Linked DNA regions of Urocitellus parryii: region 2 is linked to region 1. The links are chromatin contacts, called in public Hi-C maps. All regions are on one chromosome and are shown on one strand. Each heading gives the region's core, a stretch centred on a gene start, on an enhancer-like site or on the middle of the called end of the contact. The rest is flanking DNA. Distances are from core to core; before and after follow the strand shown. Region 1 holds the start of Tmem179b (transmembrane protein 179B). Region 2 holds the start of B3gat3 (beta-1,3-glucuronyltransferase 3).

What was found. A called contact is a pair of places that touch in the nucleus more often than the background predicts.
Region 2: a contact with region 1 is called in a Hi-C map of muscle, with 3 times the contacts expected there. The contact joins the promoter of B3gat3 here to the promoter of Tmem179b in region 1. A contact is called at or near these places in 2 of 2 Hi-C or Micro-C datasets (liver and muscle).

What each region holds. Positions count from the first base shown.
Region 1 is chr4:10,838,589-10,845,952 of mUroPar1.hap1, forward strand. Tmem179b (transmembrane protein 179B) reads right to left here and starts at 2,523. Exons shown (of 5, transcript XM_026407634.2): 1 at 2,373-2,523; 2 at 1,437-1,624; 3 at 1,226-1,360; 4 at 980-1,058; 5 at 433-784. The coding sequence starts at 2,468. The coding sequence ends at 623. Taf6l (TATA-box binding protein associated factor 6 like) reads right to left here. Exons shown (of 12, transcript XM_026407629.2): 11 at 3,475-3,603; 12 at 2,554-3,371. The coding sequence ends at 2,598. It overlaps Tmem223 (transmembrane protein 223), which reads left to right. Exons shown (of 2, transcript XM_026407635.2): 2 at 1-335. The coding sequence ends at 194.
Region 2 is chr4:10,969,068-10,976,431 of mUroPar1.hap1, forward strand. It overlaps B3gat3 (beta-1,3-glucuronyltransferase 3), which reads left to right and starts at 3,723. Exons shown (of 5, transcript XM_026407530.2): 1 at 3,723-3,898; 2 at 5,713-5,887. The coding sequence starts at 3,817. It overlaps Ganab (glucosidase II alpha subunit), which reads left to right. Exons shown (of 25, transcript XM_026407575.2): 25 at 1-351.

The DNA of each region.
Region 1 (7,364 bases), core at 1,273-3,772:
CCCCTTTTGGCTTGGGAGCCCCTTTCACCGTCCCCTTGAACCAGGTATCCTGCATGGCCCACCGAGGAGAAGTCCCTGCTATGCTGCCTCTGAAGATCAAAGGCCATCGCTTCTATTTCCTCTTGGACAAAGCTGGACACTTCCCCAACGTTCAGCTCTTTGACAACACTGTGGGTGCCTACCGGAGCTTGTAAGAAGCCACCTTGGGTCTTTCACTCCCTCTCAGAAGGAGACAAAAAAAAAAGGGAAAACAAAACAAAATTGAACCTTATGGATGAGGTGACAACCAGGGTCACCAAGGGGGAACCTAAGATTCAATAGTAACAATTAAAAGAGTTGTTGTCTAAAGGGAAGTTGCCTGATCCATGCCTGTTTCACCTTCACTCCTTCCCATCACCTACTTGTTTTAACATCAAGAACACAATACCAAAATGAAGAAAGTAATACTAATATTTTGGTACAAAAACAGCTATAGGAAGAGAGGTGGAGAGGGGCCTGTTACCTTTCCCTCCTGGAGGGAAAACTGGGGCTTTCAGCACTAACAGGGCTGTGTGGGGACAAGAGGATTACAGGCACTTGGGCACAAAGTCGTTGGCTGCAGAATGCACTATTTGGTTACTCTTCAGGAATGGGACAGGCGTGGCCCAACAAGAACATCTGTCTCAGAGCTCCACTCAGGGTCTCCCCTCTCCAGAGGTCGGTATGGGGTGGCTTCAGACTTCCACTGCATGACCTGGAGCACCAAGACCACACACCATAATACCAGATTCACCCATGAAGAGGTCTGTGGGAGACAGAACAGGAATGTGAGGAGTCAGGCCATCACAGATCCAGTCCTTCCACCCACACACAAGTCTGTCAGGCTGACACGCCCTTCAGCTCCTCTTAGCTTGTCAGTGGTAGGCCAAGCTCATATTCATTGGTGAGCATCCTTATAGCTACAGATACTTGTATGAATCAGTGTGTCTCTGGGTCTCACTTCAGCATTGTGTAGGTTGGAGTAAAACTGCAGAGCTGTTCCAGGGGGTGTCCATGGAATTTTCTGAGCTTCAGAGCAGCTATGAGATCAAAGAGACAGTTTTCAGAAAGAAGTGGGGATACACCCTAAGCATACCTGTACCCAGGTGCCCTTTGAGGTAGAGAGCAACAGAAAATGGGAGGTTACAGGACTCCCCCTCTGCAGAAGGAAGGTAGCCCCAGCCAGGCTTCCCTCCCACCTCATTACCTAATTGTACTGTTCAGGGAGATGATGGAATTGCAGAAGGATCTGGTGCCAAATCGAAGGATACAGGCAGATACTAAGACCAGGAAGATGGCTATAGCTGAGATGGCCAGTGCAACGCGGAGCCCTATAAGACCTCTGGGGGAGAGAACAAACCTTGCGGTTGATGGCTTCATCCCACCTCAGCCCCTGGTCCTTGGGTTGGGACATTCACCTTTTTGAGTCTTCGATGCAGCTGCTGTAGACCCAGAAGAGCAGAAGCAGGAGACAGTAGAGGGCCAGGAAGCCAGAGGCCCCTGCCACAAAGTAGCAGAGGGATGGGGCCGAGGAATGGGATAAGGCCAGGAAGGAGCCATTCCGGGTGGTCATACCATACAATGGACAGCTACCCCTGAAGGAGCCCTGTGGAGAGAAGCTGCTGAGTCTCAGATTTCAGTCAGTGCCTCATGATGCAGGTTTCTGGCAGGTGTTAGGAATACAGGCCAGGGCCACTCTAGAAATTATGTGTGCATTGTTAGTTCCTGTTTCTGGCATGAGAAACTAGTATAGAGGGCCTGTTGGGTAAACCTCAGTGGCCAGAATGATCAGGATGTAGGCAGTGGTTATAGAAGACAAAGAACTTAAAAAGTCTCACAAACTCTGGTCTTCCTTTGTGCAGAAATCACAGAGACCTGTGTGACCTTCAAAAAGTATCTCCAGTGTTATCTAGTCTGTAAAAGAGGCATACTAGCGCCTACTTTATAGTGGCTTAATGGTCCCATGTTTAACAAGATTGCCTGACAGTAGTAAACAATCAGTTTTCTACAGGGCTGTTGTCACTTAACATAGTTGCAAGTGTGGCTGCTTGATCACCTTCACTACACTAAGCTTTATTTCTCTTATAGCTCAGCACAAATGGCTCCTGATTCATCCGATGAACGCAGGGCCGGGGCTGAAGTCTCTTTCAGAACCAGGGCAAAGTTACGCAGAGGGAAGCTCTATCTGGCGATGCACGACTCTCCTGGCATCTGGTCCCTTTGCCGAAGGAATGGCTGGGCCAAGCCAGGGCACGGCGAGCGTCGCTGCATTTCAACCGCAGGCCAGCCGTCGCCGGGCCAGAGTCGCAGCCTGCCTGGCCACCCGCCCGGCCCTGCCCCGCCCCCAGCCGCACCTGGGTCCGGGTGAGCGTCGCGGCCGCCACGGCGCCGCACAGGAAGGCGGCGGCAAAGAGCGCGAGCTCGACGCGCTGCAGCCAGGGCAGCGCCATGGCGCCCAGGCCCCGGGGAGCAGCGCCTCGGAGCCAGCCGCCCAGCCCCGCCTCTTCCGGCGCGACCCATGGACGCGGAGCCACCACTTCCGGACGCGACATTTATTTGGGAGGCGGGGACAGGCAACCTCAGAGCGGTAGGTACAGCGAGTAGTCCGACAGCGCCCAGCGACGGGCCGGGCGGCCGGTGCGGCCGATCATGGGCAGCTTCTGCACATAACGGGAGGCCGGGCTGGGCCCGTAGGGCGCGGGGAAGGCAGTCTGGAAGAGGCGCCCGCGGCAGCGCCGCCCGGCCTGCCGCCCGGCGATGATGAAACGGAAATGGGGGGCGCCGCGCGGGGCAAAACGGCTCTTCTGGAAGACGTCGCGCGTGCCGGCGCCCGGGCCCTGCTGCCGGGGCGCTCCCCGCGCCCGGTGCACGCGCGGCAGCGGCCTGCCCTCAGAGGGCGCAGGCGCCGAGGCCGACGGGGGACCGCCGCCACCCCGGGGGCTCTCGTCACCCTGCGGGCTGACCACGGCACTGGCCGTCAGCTGCGGCATTTTCCGCACTGAGTCCGGGGCGGCTGCCGGCTCTTTCTTCTCGCCGGGCGGCCTTGGGGCAGTGGGTGCAGGCTGGCCCGTGCCAAAGCGGATGGCCAGGCTGTCACCGAAGAAGGCGTAGAGCTCACGGTAGATGTCCGCCAGGGTCACTGAGGGAAAGGGGTCCTCAGGCCCCGCTCCCCCTGGTGGCAGCGGAAGACCAGACCCAAAGCTTGGCTCTGCACCGCCCCCGGAAGGAGACTCCTGAAGGAGAAGGCTGTCCCAAGGCAGGTCTTCCGAACGCCGGAACCCCCTGCCGCCTGGGCCACCCGCGCTGGGCTCTGCTGCTTGAGCCTTCATCTTCAGGAGGCGCTCTACAGCCACCTGTAAGAGGAAGGGACGAGGATGAGCCTAAGCCCATCAAGTACTCCAAAGTAAGCGTGCTGAGCTCATTGGGGGAAGGAGGCTAGAAGGGGTTGATACTCACCAGAATGGCTCCATAAACTTTGTGTCCATCTGCTTTGACCTGAGCATTAGATACAGAATAATCATCCAGCACAGCCTGCAGGTTTGTCCAGTAAGTAGACAGGTGTGGGTACAGGACTCTTTCTACCGCCTGGAAAGAAGAAATGCAATACATCTCTTTGTTGTGTTGTTTATTGCCTCTCAGGTACCCTTTTCCTGGGAAAGACCTAATTTTATCTGATTCTATATAGGGCTCAATACTCCTAAACTCTTAACTGGGATATCCAGCCAACGTTTATTTGGAACCTTCGTATATGCCCAAGGCTTTGTTAAGCAATGCTGATAAAGATAAGAGTACAAAGTCAGACAATATGAAGTGACCCCACCATCCTGCTATATTGTTTGCTGGAGGCTAAGCGAGCATATGTTAAAAATCCTTGCTAACAACACAGATTAACAGTTTGCAGACTAGTGAACACAGTCATAAGGAGCAAGTACAGTTCTCATTTAGATGTAAAGTGTAACTCAGTTCAGGCCATCTGCACAAAAAACACCAGAGAAATAGACTCTGATTATACAATTTTAAATCTTGTAATTAATTTGAGGGAAATGCAACTAAGACTTGGAGATGACATTTGTTGGATAAGGCAGATTTTGGTCACTCATTCACAGGATAAACTTTTGAAAATGTTGACAAAACTCAAAATTCATAGAAAAACTATTAACTTACTGCTGACTCACAAAGAAATATGAAAGTTTAAATAACTGAAATACATTAAAATAATAGTTAAAAGTTACAAAGAAAACCATGCCAAAATTCTACCAAAGTAAAAGGGTTATCTCAATTTATAAAAACAAATATTTTAAAAAATGTTATTTCCCTTCATTCTGCAAGGCCAATACAATCCTTATACTAAACCTAGATAGCACATGAGAAAAACATGATTGATTTAACTCAATATAAATATTTTTGCCAGGAATGGTGGCACACACCTGTAATCCCAGCAACTCAGAAGGCTGAGGCAGGAGGATACCAAGTTCAAAGCCAGCAACTTAGTGAGGCCCTAAGGTTGCTTATCTCAAAATATAAAAAGAGCTGGAGATGTGGCACAGTGTTTCAATCCTAGATAGATAATTTTAAAGTTTAGCAATCCCCGCAGTATAAAAATGTAACATGGGCTGGGGTTGTGGCTTAGCAGTAGAGCACTTACCTAGCACATGCAAGACCCTAGGTTCAATCCTCAACACCACATAAAAATAAAAAAAAAAATGTGTCCATCTACAACTAAAAATATATTTTTAAAACAATGCAACATATTCCATTAAAAGCTTTGGGTTTCCTTTAAGTCTATACCATGACCAAGTGGAGTTTATCCTAGAAATGTAACCATAATTTATCAGAAAATCCACCTGGTGTGGTGGTGTGAAACTATAGTCCTGCTTAGGAAGATGAAGTGTGAGGATCACTTGAGCACAGGAATTCAGTGCCAGCCAACCTGAGAAACGTGGTGAGACATCATCTCAAAAATAAAACAACAATAACAAAATTAAGAGTTTAGCTCATTGGTGGAGCACCCGCCTAACATGCCTGATGCCCTGGGCTCCATCCCCAGCACTGGGAAAAAAAAGAGAAAAAAAACATTAATCACACTGGCAGATAAAAGCAGAAAAATCTTAGGATCATTTGGAAAAAAGCAGATAGAGCCAGGTGCAGTGAATCCTATAATCAGCTATTCAAGGGGCTGAGGCAGGAGGATCACAGGTTCAAAGTCAGCCTCAGCAACTTATCAAGGCCTTAAGCGGAGGGGAGGGGGGATAGTAGACAATAGGACAGACAGCAGAATACATCAGACACTAGAAAGGCAATATGTCAATCAATGGAAGGGTAACTGATGTGATACAGCAATTTGTATACGGGGTAAAAGCGGGAGTTCATAATCCACTTGAATCAAACCGTGTAATATGATGTATTAAGAACTATGTAATGTTATGAAAAAAAAAAAAAGGCCTTAAGCAACTCAGTGAGACCCTGTCTCTAAATAAAATACAAAAAAGGGCTGGGGATATGCCCCAGTGGTTAAGTGCCCCCGAGTTCAATCCCTGGTACTAAAAAAAAAAAAAAAAAAGGAGGGGGACTGGGGTTGCCCTTCAGTGTTAAAGAGCCTGCCCAGCATGTGAGAGACACTGGGTTCTATTCTCAGCACTGCATATAAATAAATGAATAAAATAAAGCCCATCAACAACTAAAAATACATATAAAAAATTTAAAAAATTTGGAGTTGTAGCTCAGTGGTAGAAAATGTCTAGTGTATGTGAGGCAATGGGTTCAATCCTCAGCACCACATAAAAATAAATAAATAAAGGTATTTAAAAATAAAGCTGGGGCTGGGGATGTGGCTCAAGCAGTAGCGCGCTCGCCTGGCATGCGTGCGGCCCGGGTTCGATCCTCAGCACCACATACCAACAAAGATGTTGTGTCCGCCGAGAACTAAGGAAAAAATAAATAAATGTTAAAATTCTCTCTCTCTCTCTGTCCCCCTCTCTCTCTCTCACTCTCTCTTTAAAAAAAAAATAAATAAAGCTGGGCACAATGTGGCACACTTATAATCTAACTAGGGAAGGTAAAGCAGGAGAATTGCAAGTTCAAGTCCAACCTCAGCAACTAGTGAGAGCCTATCTCATTTAAAAACTTTTTTAAAAAATGTCATTTTCTGGGCTGGGGATGTGGCTCAAGCGGTAGCGTGCTCGCCTGGCATGCATGCGGCCCGGGTTCGATCCTCAGCACCACATACAAACAAAGATGTTGTGTCCGCCAAAAACTAAAAATAAGTATTAAAAATTGTATCTCTCTCCTTCTCTCTCTCTCACTCTCTCTTTTAAAAAAAAATGTCATTTTCTCACAGAAATAGTCAAATCAGAAAACTATCTGCATCTTTGAGGGATGATACTGGGGATTGATCCCAAGAGCCCTCCACCACTGAGCTATAACCTCAACCTTTTTGTTATTTGTTTATATGTTTATTTATTTTGGTATTTGGGGATTGAACCCAGAGCTGGTTTGCCATTGAGCCATATCCCCAGCCCTTTTTATTTTGACATAAGGTCTCATTAGGTTGCTTAGGGCCTTACTGAATTGCTGAGCCTGTTCTCAAAGTCTGAATCCTCCTGCCTCAGCCTCCTGAGTTACTGGGATTATGGACAAGAAAGTTAACATTTTTAAACTGAAAAAAGAAATGCAGAAAAAGCATCCAATAATAAGAAAAATAATACATATAACAATTTTACTAACCTGAGAATATGTAATACATATACACAGTACACATTACCCTAAGTGGGAAAGGTTATAAGCATTTTTTTTTTTTTAAATATACTGGGGATTTAACCCAGGGGTACTTAAGTACTAACCACATCCACGGTGCTTTTTTGTATTTTATTGGGAGACAGGGTCTAGATAAATTGTTGAGGCTGGCTTTGAATTCTTGACCCTCCTGCCTCAGCCTCTCCAGCCGCTAGGATTACAGGTGTGCACTACTCCACTTGGCTTGCACTTTTTATTAAGTTGGAGATTTAGAGACAGGGTCTCACTGAGTTGCTTAGCACCTTACTTTTGCTGAGGCTGGCTTAGAACTCCTGATCCTCCTGTCTCAGCCTCCTGAGTCACTGGGATTACAGGTGTGCGCCACTGCACCCACCACTTTTTTTTAACCTGGTGCTGAGAATTGAATCCAGGGTTTATACATGCTAGGCAAGCTCACTACTATTCAGTTACACACCCTAACACTTCTTTGAAAATTGGAAGTGACAAAAACATTTTCATAAAGCAGTACTAGTGATCCTTGCAATAAAATTTTAAAAATACTACAGTTAGAAAAGAAAGATGTCATTACTTGCACACATCATTATCTACATTAA
Region 2 (7,364 bases), core at 2,473-4,972, 130 kb after region 1:
TGCCCCCTTCTGGTCCCTTTGGGGCATTCAAAATGGAGAAATCAGTTGTGATTTCATTGAATCACGTCACCTATATTTATTGCTGGGAGAAGGCTGAGGGTGGGGGGAGATGATCATGTGTGCCCAAGGTTGGCTCGAGGCCCTGGGTAGGGGGGTTGGGGCAGAACTAACAGGGAACCAGGGGAAATATTTGTGGGAATTTTTTTTTACTTGGTCCCCAGCTGTGACAGGTTTTGATAAAAGGAGAAATAATAAAGAAATAAACTATAAATAACTTCTAGATGTCTGAATTCTAGTTGTGGCCTGAGCCACATACCCTAGGAGCCCAAGGGCCTGACATTTTCTTCTGATTTTAGCATAAGCCACCTGGTTTTCAGGAAAATGAGCAAGCACAAGCTGCCTTCATCTTGCTAGATAGCATGACTTTCACAGCAAAGCTGAGCAAGGCCATTGGGTTTTAGTAGGCCTGGTTAATGCTGTGATCAGAGCTAATGTCTCATGGATGGAAATAGCTATAAGGTCAGGAGTTCTCACATCAGAGGCTCTTTTTCTTTAGTTAAGAGCACTTTCATATGATTTTCCAACCTGGAGTGGTGGGCAACATCTGTAATCCCAGCTACTTGGAAGGCTGAGGCAGGAGGGTCTCAAATTTAAGGCCTAAGCAATTTAGGGAGAACTTACCTCAAAAAAGTAAAGGGCTACTGCACAAAACTCAAAGTAGATCAAGGGCCTAGGGATTAGACCAGAGATTGCACTTAATAGAAGAAAAAGCAGGCCCAAGTCTTTATATCAGCTTAGGACCTGACTTCCTTAACAAAAGACTCCTAAAGCACAAGAAATAAAATCAAGAATTAATAAATAGGATGGATTCTAAAATATGTTGCAGCAAAGGAAACAATGTGAAGAGAGAACCAACAGAATGGGAGAAAATCTTTTTACCACATGCACATCAGAGCACTGATCTCCAGGGTATATAAAGAACTCCAAAAACTTAACATCAAAAGAACTAATAATCAATAAATGATCTAAGGAGATGAGCAGATACTTCACAGAAGATATATTAATCAACAAATATACAAAAAAAAATGCTCAACATCTCTAGCAATTAAGAGAAATGCAAATCAAGACAGATTTCATCTCCAGTCAGAATGGCAATCATCAAGGATTCAAGCAACAATAAGTGCTGGTGATGATGTGGGGGAAAAGATACACTGATTCATTGCTGGTGGGATTGTAAAATGGTACACATGGAGATTCCTTAGAAAACTTTGGAATCATTTGACCCATTGACCCAGCTGTCTCACTCCTGTCTATACCCAAAGGACTTAAAATCGGCATATTACACTGGCACAGCCATTTCAATGTTTATGGCGGCTCCATTCATAATAGCTAAACTGTGGAACCAACCTACATGCCCTTCAATAGATGAATGGATAAAGAAACTGTGATGTATATATACACAATGGAATATTACTCAGCCTTTAAGAAGAATGAAATTATGGCATTTACAGGTAAATGGAGTTGAAGAATATGCTAAGTGAAGTAAGCCAATCCCCGAAAACCAAGGCTAAATGTTTTCTTTGATAAGTGGATGCTGATCCATAATGGGGAGTGGAATGTAAAAGAATGGAGGAATTTTGGATTGGACAGAGGGGAGGGAGTAGATGGGGTTTTGGGGGGAGATGGTGGAATGAGTTGGACATTATTATTACTCTTTGGGTATGCTTGTATGAATGGTGTGACTACATCATGTACAACCAGAGAAGTGAAAAGTTGGGCTCCATTTGTGTAAAAAAAAAAGTTAAAAAAGAAAAAGTGAAGGGCTAGGGATGCAACTTACTGGTAGAGCACCTCTGGGTTCAATCCCCAGTACTACTAAGTCTCCCATTGTTGGAGGGGCAGTAGACATGTAGCCCAATGTATGGCACTTACCTGCCTAACGTGTAAAACTGTGAGTTCAATCCCTAGCACTGCAAAGCAGACTATTAAGATCAAGAGCCCATAGTCTCAACTACTATGGAGGTTTAAGTGGTAGGTGTGCTTGAGCCCAGGAATTCACCCTGTGCAATATACCCAGACCCTGTTTCAAAGACTAGGGCTTGGGGATTGGCTCAGTACTAGAACACTTCGTTAGTATGTCTGAGGCTCTGGGTTCAATTTCCATGTGCCCTAAAATGGGGGGAGATAACATTGGGGTTTGGGGGAAAAAGAGAGAGAGAAATTTGATTTTTTTTTTAAATGTGTTATTTTTTGCTGTACTGGGGATTAAACCCAGAAGTGCTCTACCACTGAGCTACACCCCAAGCTCTTATATTTTTATTTTGAGACAGGGTTTTGTAAATTCCCCAGGCTGTCCACCAACTTGCCACCATCCTGCTTCAGCCTCCCAGGAGCTAGGATTACAGACCTGGGCTGCTACCATACCCAGCTGGGAAGTTGCCTTAACTCTGTTGTAGTTAGCAGAAAAAGTTCTGATATTTTATTTCATACTAGGGGACTATAGATAATGTACCGAACAAATATTTTTTAGAAGAAAAAGAAATCAAAATATTTTTGAGTATTTTCACCAATAAATGATCACTGAGAAGAAAGGTTTATCCTGATTTCAATCATTACACAATGTATACATGTATTGAAACATCAGGTATCCCTTAAATTTATACAATTTTTATATTATGTATCACTTAAGAAACTAAAGTCTCCCATTGTTTTAGTGACAAGAAGAGCTTCTTTCTTTTTTGGGGGGGGAGGGGTGGGACTGAACTCAGGGACACTCAACCACTGAGCCTCATCCCCAGCTCTATCTCTATTTTGTATTTGTATTTAGAGACAGGGACTCACTGAGGTGCTTACTGCCTCCTTTTTTTGCTGGGGCTGGTTTTGATCTTGCAATTCTCCTGCCTCCGCCTGTCTAACCGTTGGGATTACAGGCTTGCGCCGCCCAGGCGACTGCATCTTCCACACTGACCACATCTTAGGATCATGATTGTTTCACAAGAACCTGTTTTGTCTCTGAAGAAAAATGACTACTAAGGGTGGTTTATGTTTGTGAGGTGGTAAAGGATGTGTTCCTGGAATTCCCTAGCTCAGGAAACAATTCTTGAATTCCCTGAAATGGAGACTCATAATAGTCTGCTGAAAAACAGTAGGTTTGGGAAAAAAAAAAAAATACAAACCCCAAAACCCAGTGGGTCAAAGGAAACAATATTCTGGAGATGAGTATTTAAGAAAACTGCCCGATGGCATTAACACCAATTTTATCAACTTCGGTTTCTTATCTATAAAATGAGACAATACCACCTAAGGATTACAGTGAGGATTATATAAGACACCCAGGGAACCGGAGAGGCCCTAGATTTCATTCATTAGTATAACAAGTGTTGTGTAACTATTAACGGATGTCACCACTGAGCCGTGAATGAATCTGCACAGAAAAACTGGGCGCAGGGGCTGGATTCCTTATGCAATTCCATGTTCAAGTGCTGGGACTGGAAGTCGGTCCCATGCGCTCCCACCCGGCTTTCTGACGGCCGGCCTCACGTGTTCCACATGGCGGATGTGACGTCACCGTCCCGTGATTCCCGGAACCTACCTGTGGGCCCGGAAATTAAGTCGGCGAGGAGCCACCGATGACCGGAAGCAGGCTCCGGGCGGCGCAGCCAGACCCAGCTCCCGGGAGATGGTCTAGGAGCGCGAGGAGGGTGGGACGCAGGGCGGGGCCGCTTCGAGGGCGGGGCCTGCGGGCCGGCGGGCTGAGGCGGGGGCCCCTCCTCCCCGCCGGACCCCGCCAGCGCGGGCGCCCGCGGCGGCGCGGCCATGAAGCTGAAGCTGAAGAACGTGTTTCTCGCCTACTTCCTGGTGTCGATCGCCGGCCTCCTCTACGCGCTGGTGCAGCTCGGTGAGCGGGGCGGGGCAGGGGTGCGGCGGGCCGGCCCGAGGGCGCCGGCCGCCGCGCATCCCGCCCTGGGGAGGAACCCCGCGCAGACATCATTCATCCCGCTCGGCCCTCTGGACAGCCCTCTGCGGCCGCGGTGCACTACCCTCTAGAACGCTCCGCGGCTTCCCGCCGCACCTCGGATGAAATCCAGACTCCTTCCCAGAGCCTGCAAGGCCCCGCATGATTCTGCGGCCACCCTCCGGCCAAACCCCATTTCCCCTCTGCTTCCCTCTGCTTCCCTCTGCTTCAGCTAGACTGGCTCACTGTCAGTTTCCTGAGAACCCCGTGCTCAGCGTCCTCTTAAGCTCTTAACCTCCTCCCTCTGCCTGCGGCGCTTTTCTCCTTGCCCTTAGGCCGCTTCTTTCTCGTTCTTTAGCTTGGATGTCACCTCGTCGGAGAGGCCTTACCTGACCACCTTTATTACTGCTGACTCCCTTCTATTCTCTATTTCCTCCATGGCCTTTATCACATTCTGTAGTGATTTATTAATTTATTTCTTTGCTTAGTGTCTGCTTTCTCAAGTAAAGTGAAAGCTCCGTGAGGGCAGGGACTGTGTCTGTTTTATTCCCTGCTGTATCCCCAGCACCTAAGGCAGTGCCTCCTAGGAGGACTATTCAATAAATATTTATCCAATGATGGAATCAGTGAATTTAATGACAAGTGTTTGGTCGTCATTAAGGGAGCAGATTGAAACCTTCCTCTTATACAGGGATTTAGGGAGAGTGCCACTTCGTGATCCTCAGGTATTTGAGACAGTCTGGTTGGGAGTAGTGGGACATGCCTCTCATTCTAGCTGCTCAGGAGTCTGAAGCAGGAGGATCACAAGTTCCGGCCTGAGAGACTTAGTTTTATTCCCTGCTGTATCCCCAGCACCTAAGGGGATACAGCAAATAAAAGCCTGGGGATGCAGCTCAGTGGTAGAGTGCTTACTTACCATGCTTGAGACCTAAGAATTAATCCCCTGCACCAAGAGAAGAAAAGAAAAAAAAAAAAAAAAAGGAGAGAGAGAGACTGTCCTAGTTAAAGACCTGTTTCTTATAATTCCAGAAGGTAAAAATTAAGAACAGTAAAATTAGGGTTAGTAGATAGAAAGGATAGCACAGATAACCGACTCAATATCAAAATAAAAATTGTAACAGGACTGAGAAATAGCTCTGGTAAAGCACTTGTCTAGAATGTACAAGGCCCTGGGTTCACCAGTGCCACACACAAAAAAATGTAACAGATGGACTTTTAAATGTGGAGGGACCAGACATGTTGGCACATACCTGTAATTCCAGTGGCTGGGGAGACTAAGGCAGGAGGATCCCAAGTTCAAAGCCAGCCTCAGCAACTTAGTGAGACCCTAAGCAAGTTAACCAGACCCTGTCTCAAAATTAAAAAAAATAAAAACAGCTAGGGATATGGCTCAGTGATTAAGCACCCTGGGTTCAATCCCTGGTACCAAAAAAAAAAAAAAAAAAAAAAAAAAGAAGAAGAAGAAGGTGGAGAGAGGCTGCTAATTTGAGGCAGTGAGTTCCCCACCACCAGAGGAATAGAATAAGGCTAAAAGTCATAGACTGGGGATGTAGCTCCTTGGTAGAATGCTTGCCTAACTTGTGCTAAGGCTGTGGTTTGACCCCTAGCACCACAAAGGAACAAAAAAGAAGTTGTAAGGGGAGGTCCTGCATTGGCTAGAGGTTAAAGAGGAAGTTTTTGGCCCTTTGGGTTGCTGAACAAACTTGTGTTTCTCTGCCCCCCCACTCCCTTTCCTTATTGGTGCTTCCTGGGACCAGGCCAGCCATGTGATTGTCTCCCTCCCCTGCGGGCAGCTGCTGAGCAGCTTCGGCAGAAGGATCTGAGGATTTCTGAGCTGCAAGCTGATCTCCGTCGCCCACCCCCAGCCCCTGCCCAGCCCCCTGAACCTGAGGCCCTGCCTACTATCTATGTCATTACCCCCACCTACGCCAGGTATGGGCTTTGGCTTACCCAAGAGGGTTCCTTCAACCAAGAAATTGGGGTTGATGATGAATTTGGGGAGGTACTGGGCTAGAGGAATGTTACTTTAAAGTAGAGCATGCCAAATACGTGGATAAAGGAACCATATCTTTACTCAAAAGATCTATGGGAAAATGGTTGTTTTTCTATTAAAGTAGATAAGAACACACTAGGACACAGATTATAAAATTCCTTCTAATTTATAAGATACAAATACAAAGTTTCAAATAAATTTTGAGCTTGCCAATGAATTAACTCTTCTTGGTGATCCAATGGTGGAGAAGTTTATAAAACCCTGACTAAATTAAAGAAGAGTGCTGGGAATGTAGCTCAGTGACAGAGCTCTTGGCTAGTATGATCTAAGACCGTGGGTTTGATTTTCTGCATCATATAAAAATGTAGGAAGAGGTTGGACAGTAACACTAGAGTCTAGAGATGTTTCCACAAGCTGTTGTTTACAGTGTATTGCTCTTTACCAGGCACTGTGCTGAATGCTTTACATTGCTTTGTTTTAAATCAAAAATGTAGTTTTTCTACTGATAAAACCAATTTTGGAATGTGGTTTTGTATCTGTAGCCAAGAGGGCCTGTTAAACATGCCTCCCTGGAATCAAATGGTTGACCCCTCTAGGCCCAGGTGGCTCTAGAGGCCATCTTCACACACACCACCAACCTTGGGGAACGCAGACAGATCTGAATGATATAGAAGCTCAGAAGAGGCTGAACCTCACATCCCCAATGCCTTCTCTAAAATCGAATCAATCTTTCTTCCTTCCGTGAAGAGTAATGAGCCAAAGGGCTCCTCTAAAATTCCACTCCCTGGAAACCCAGCACAGAAGGAAAAGACCCTGGTCTACTGGTGTTTTAAAAAAGTCATTATCTTGGGCTGGAAAAGAGCTCAGCTGATAGAGTGTTTGCCTTGCATGCATAAGGTGGTGGGTTCAATCCCCAACACCACCACAAGAAAAAAAATGTCATGATCTTAGCTGGTTATGGTAGCACAAGCTTAAAATGCCATGCAACTCCAGAGGCTGAGGCAGGATGATCACAAGTTAAAGCCCAACCTCAGCAACTGTCCTAATCAACTGTCAGACCCTGTCTCAAAAAAACAAAAGCCAAAAAGGTCATTATCTTCTTTACATTTTAGAACATCAGTATTCCCATTTTACAACTGAATAAATTTGAGGCTCAGATAGAGCCATTTCCATGGTATCTCACTTAAGTTGCTAAGCTGGTATTCCAACCCAGTCTGATGCCAAAGACTATACCCTTAATTTTTATAGTCCCCCAGCTAGAGTTCTGGAGGTGAGTGGGTGACCAGTATGGACTGGAAGAACAGGGCAGGTGAATGTCAGCATGGAGCTAACAGTCAAGAAAGAGGGAGTTGGGAAAAGCCAGGGGAGAGGCCAGCAAGAGAAGCTATCAGTTGCTGTCCTGGCTGAAGTGGGCCA